Linked DNA regions of Mus musculus: region 2 is linked to region 1. The links are chromatin contacts, called in public Hi-C maps. All regions are on one chromosome and are shown on one strand. Each heading gives the region's core, a stretch centred on a gene start, on an enhancer-like site or on the middle of the called end of the contact. The rest is flanking DNA. Distances are from core to core; before and after follow the strand shown. Region 1 holds the start of Smim24 (small integral membrane protein 24). Region 2 has its middle 10 kb from the start of Gm40720.

Evidence for each region. A called contact is a pair of places that touch in the nucleus more often than the background predicts.
Region 2: a Hi-C map of B cells shows a contact between it and region 1, with 3 times the contacts expected there. The contact joins the enhancer-like site here to the promoter of Smim24 in region 1. A contact is called at or near these places in 4 of 39 promoter capture datasets (cranial neural crest, maxillary cranial neural crest, pre-B cells and 1 more), 1 of 15 datasets of contacts at CTCF or cohesin (large pre-B cells), 7 of 484 Hi-C or Micro-C datasets (the 63-12 cell line, B cells, cortical neurons and 4 more) and 3 of 115 datasets of contacts at active chromatin or transcription factors (T-cell acute lymphoblastic leukemia, large pre-B cells and pro-B cells).

The regions. Positions count from the first base shown.
Region 1 is chr10:81,391,642-81,394,341 of GRCm38.p6, reverse strand. Smim24 (small integral membrane protein 24) reads right to left here and starts at 1,278. Exons shown (of 4, transcript NM_001099917.1): 1 at 1,183-1,278; 2 at 447-558; 3 at 192-254. The coding sequence starts at 1,249.
Region 2 is chr10:82,166,587-82,169,286 of GRCm38.p6, reverse strand. No RefSeq gene overlaps it. Among named protein-coding and RNA genes, the nearest start is that of Gm40720, 10 kb to the left of the region's middle. Within about 2 kb of position 1,281, at least 15 of the 459 cell types and tissues checked have an H3K27ac peak or open chromatin away from gene starts, as enhancers often do. A contact at or near this core is called in B cells and pro-B cells, where this site is marked.

The DNA of each region.
Region 1 (2,700 bases), core at 29-2,528:
AGGACCCTCTCAGGTTCACAGGGCTCAGCTGTATTTCCAGCTGCCCATGCCAACTCTCCCCCACTTCTATTCCTCTCCCAGACCCAGAATCTGCACTAGAGAGTCCCACCCAGAGTCCACCTGCTGGACACTGTCCCCTCCCCCCAGCTGGGCCTCTCAGGACTGTCTGGGGGGAATCACCCACAGGGTACCTTGGCTGTGAGTTCTCGTTCATAATGTGCTCCATTCTGAATGTAGCCTCCTCATCCTCTGCTCTGCACAAATAGAAACATTGATACAAGAGCTGTTCTCTGCCTCAGTATCCCCAACTGAGGTCATGAACGCCAAGAATCAGAAGGGATCAACAGGGCAGCAAAGCAAGATGACCTCCAGGCTGACCCTGGGAGGGAGCACAGAAGGGCGGGGAGGTCAAGGAGGCCCTGCGTGGGACAGGGGCAGGTCCTCACCTGCCTTTGGCGCACCAGACACGATTGGCCAGCATGAGGATGAAGACTATAAACAGGAAGCCCACTACTGCAGCCAGGCCTACTAGCCAAGGCTTCAGGCGGCGCTCTGAGGCTGCAAAGGACAAGACAAGTCAGACACAAAAAACGAAGGGTCTGCAGGGGGAAGGGGAGCCTGCAGGGGAAGTGGGTTCTGCGAGAGGGAAAAAGAAGGGTCTGTTGGGAGCAGAGGGGTCTGCGGGAGAGAGGGGAAGACGTTAACGGAAAGAGGCGGGTCTTGGAGGGCGGGGCTTAGAAAAGGCGTAAAGAGGTGGGAATCAGGAAGAACGTCCAAGACTAGGAGCTGCCAGGGGCTTAGGGGGCAGAGGTTGTAAAGGAGGTCCGCGCCTCCCGGAGAAGCTGGGCTTCTAAGGGGTGAGGCTTTTAGATAAAGTAGTTGAGGAGGCGGGGGAAGTGGGGGCGGCGAGGGGGGGGGATAGCTCAGAGAGGCCTTGAAGGAGCTGAGAGGACCAGCTGGAAAAGGGCAGTGGCCTTAGCTTACAGCGTTGAGAGGGGAGAAGGATGTTAGATCAGAGACAGGGCAGAAGGAGTCATTGGAGAGCACTCGTCCCCACCAGTGCCCTCTTCACTTCCTCTTCCTGCCTTGCCTTAGTTTCTCCTAATGGGAAATGAGATGCTGAAGAGCCCCTGCCCCAGTTCCTAACACCCACCCAGCGCGGGCTCCACACCCTAGTCCTACCCTGCTGGGCCTCAGCGGGTGTCAGGAACAGTGTAGCCAGCAGCAGCAGCCTGCCCAAGGTGTCCATGGCCAGCACACTGGATATGGGCCGACGTTCAGCTGCAGGTGTGAGCTGCACAGGGCTCGGGTGGGGTTAAGACAGTGATTGGGCGGGGCGGGGTGGGGAACCTGCCGTCTGTGGCCCAGCCTCCCATGCCTGCTTGGCATCAGACCCCTGCATCTTTGGAGGGCAGAGTCTGCGGCTAGTTTAATATTAACCTAGACTGTCCCTTCCCCCGCACCTTGCACCCCTCCCTGGAGACCAGCAGCCCCAGGGACAGGTCCTTAGAGTCCTCTGTAAGAAGTCAGGCTGCACAGATGGGACGTCCACGCTGTCACGTGCACACAACCAAGTGTGGCAGTCAGGCTTGGTGGCTGGGACAAGCCTGGCAACTTTGTGTCTAGTAGGTCAGCCCAGTGGGGTTGGCAGCTCTGTGAGCACCAGGCTGCAAAGGAGGCAGGGAGCACCACGTTCCTAGAAGGGGGACCCTCAAAGCAATGGCAGAGACACCTGCCTGCAGAGCATCCAGACATCTCAACATACAAAGACAGGGCACAGGCTTCTGCCCTCAACCTTGGGCCTCAAGCTGATTAGATATCAAGCCTCACCTGGGCAAAGGAGGACCCCACCCAGAAGTGTCACGGGTGCAGCCACAGCCTGCGCACGTGCAGGAGACAGCAAGGAAACGGGGCACTGATGTCCTCATGTGCCCGTCATTCCCACACAACAGAGGCCTGAGACAGGAGGATGGTTAGGTCTAGGCCTTATCTGACCTCCAGAGCAAGACACTGTCTCAGAAATAAAACTGTGTGCTGGGCTGTAGCTCAGAGGCAGAGCAGTCTCCCAGCTTGCATGAGGCCCTGGGTTCCATCCCCAGCACCCCAGAAACGAGGTGGGATGATACATGCCTGTCATCTCAGCATTCAGAGGTGGAGGCAGGAGAATGAAGAATTCCAGGTCATCCTCATCTACATACCAAGCTTGAGGCAGGTCTCACACAGTTTGGAAAAAGGGTTTGGCTTTTTTTTCCTGATTTTGGTTTTTTGAGACACGGTAACCCTGGCTGTCCTGGAACCTAACTTTGTAGACTCTCGAACTCAGAGAGATTCTCCTGCCTCTGCCTCCTGAGTGTTGGGATTAAAGATGTCACCAGGAACCCAACCAGGCATGCCTATCTATATTAAGCTCCTACTGTATACTCATGGAGTCCTGAGCTGAGAGATCTGAGCCCAGGTGGGATGTCAGGAGCCCAGACTGACATGCCCACCAGCTGAGGTGGGGGAAGCCCTGTGGAGAGGACCTACCACACATGGTTCCTTATGCTCCCTAGTCCAGGCTGGCCTGGAATGTGCCATCCTCCTGCCTCAGCCTCTTGAATGCTGAGGATGACAGCTTGGTTACTCCGTGCTGTGTGTGACAATAAGCTGAGGGACCTTCACCCAGACATTTCTCAGTGGCCTGCCTCAGTTTCCAGTCTG
Region 2 (2,700 bases), core at 32-2,531, 770 kb before region 1:
GAATTTAAAACCCAAATCTGCCTCTACCACAGTAGTGCTGGGAATACAGGTATGCAGGTCCGAAAAGAAAAGAGAGGCAAGGGGATTCATGGCTTAATAGAGCCCAGCCTTTTATTGGGTGTTGCAAATGTAGAGGGAACTATGCCCTGATCATGACTTCTGCATTTGCAAACAGAGGGGAGGTGCCCAGAAGGATGTTAAAAGGTTTCCAATTTTTGTCTACACTTGAAGTTACCAGTGAACAGTTAGCTAATAAACTTCAGGTGATTGATAAATGATCTGATTAGTGTTCAATTGGGATGCACAGACCACAGCAACCAAAAATATAGTTAAAAAGTGAATTTCCTTTTAGCAACCAAATTATGTAGTTACACTAGTTCAAGGAGAACAGAAGAGCTGGGCAAATTTTTGTGGCCCTGCCTAACTGGTTGGTTTTTTGGGTTTTTTTGTTTTTGTTTTTGTTTTTTGATATTTGTTTTCTGGATGAGAATGGGATAAAAAGTATGAGTTAATCCTCTGTTTGCCTCCAATATAAATTGTTATTCTCTTGAGAACATGGAACCATAAAGCCTGATACCATGTTTTAAAATTTATTTTTGAGATTATAATTACTTCATTTGGTCTTTCGCTTTCATCTCTCCTGACCCTCTATATAACCTCTTTGCTTTCAAATCCATGGCCTCCCTTTGCTTTGTTTCTCCTACTTGAATTTGACCTAAGGTTATCTACAGGACTTTCCAGTTCTGAGGTAAAGAGATAGCTGTACTACAACACTGAGTGTGTAATGACTGTGCATACTAGAGACCTTATACCTAGGAGGAGAAACATAAAGTGCTCTGGGAGACTGAAAGCATTTCTACTTAAATGCAAATTTCCAGTATAGTGACCCTGTGTGCTTGTTGGGTGGAGGACAGACCTGGGAAAAAGTTTGTGTGGTATAAGTCCTTTGATCTCTGATCATAGTGTAGGGGAGTTGTTATTCCAGGGAGGCCTATATAGGTGAGTGGCCCTTGCCAAAGAGGGTCTCTGGAGCAAGTTTTGCCGCGGGAGAACCAGTGAGTAACAGCATGGTGCTTCTTTCCAGGGTTCTCACCCAGATCCAACACGTGAGTCTGTGTCCACTGTGCTGCTATGTATCAAAGCATCTGAGCATATTGCTTTCCCAGGAATACATAGTGACGAGGAGGTGGATCAGGCAGATTGCAGCTCATGTGCAGTAGCCAACGTGGCAAGAAGCAGGTGGTGGCTGTATCTTTTCTTCTTTGGCTGCTGTCTGACTTCAACCTTATTTATCTGGGTAGTCTACTGCTGCACAGGAAATGAAAGAGGAAGAAGAAAGAGGCACTGCCCTAAGGAGAAAAGAGCTCCTGTTCTGTGTCATTAAATCCTTTCCACAAAGAACGGGTTCACTACATAGGAAAATTTAAAAGATTTGAATTCCTTGATCCAAAAACAAGTTTAACAGTATTTAATAAAAAGACTAATATTTGATTTTTAAAAAAGAAAACAAATTTCTTTGTCTTTTTTTTTTTAACGTTTTCTTCAAAGATATTAAGATGTTGCTATTATGTCCTATTTTGGAATAAGAAACTGCAATGGGGAGGGCACACCTGTCTGTTTAGTATTAGTTGATTCCATAATCCTGAGACATGCCTCAAGTACAAAAAATAATACTTATAGCATCTATTTCATTAGTACGGTTAGGGTGCCTGGGAGGTACAAGGACCTCAGGGGGAACAAACGGAATCACACCAGATGCTGAGTCTTGCCTCTGGTTCCCACATCCCAGGATGAACCCTACACAGGGTCCTCTAGCTCCTTCCCACGTGGGGATGGCAGCCCTGCTCCCCATGGCTCAGATTCCCAGCTTACCTGGCTCTCCTCACAGGTTCCAGCAGTGGGTCACAGGGCAGCACACAAGCCCCTTCTTCAAACACAGACAAGCCTGCAGCATAGCGAACTAGAAGTACCCTCCCCATTCTGACAAGTGAGTCCATCTTGAGACCCTGATTAGTATTAGCTGAATCCATAATCCTGACACAAATCTCTAGTACAAAAAAGTATTATTCCATCTACTTCATTGGTATAGTTCAAAGTAAGTCCCCTGATTCATAGGGATGGTTCCTTTGCCAAGATATTGATTTGTCCCCATTAGAATGTTAGACCTATACCCAGGCCAGAAATTCTGTTCTCTTGTTCATGGAGCTTTTTCTATTGACAAGATTTCATTACTACCTTACCCCTTCATAAAGTCCCTAAAAGCACTTAGCTCAGAGATCACAGCTCTGAAGACACTTTTGGCATCTTTGAACTCCGGTAAGGATGAACTTGTTAATAGTTCTAGTGACATTCCAGCCCTTAATTGGTAAGAAACATGTTCCTTTCCTTTGAGGTCTTTTTTTTTTCCTAAGCTGCCTAGCCAAAGAACAGGAAGTCTCCTGTTTTCAAACCCAGCCCCTCTGAAGAGGCAACCTTACCAGGATTGAGGCAACAGCGTATCTTGCTTCCTCCAGCTGTATTTGGGGAAGGTATTGAGGCAACCAACCAAAGATCATCTTTAAAAATTCCAAATGACAGGTCTACAGAGGAAAGCCAGTCCTTGACTGGTGTTGTGAAAGAATTAAAATGTCCAAAGTCCATCAGTCTTTCTTCATAGGCTCACAAAGGCCCCTTCCATTAGACTCCTCATTTTCCTTCAAC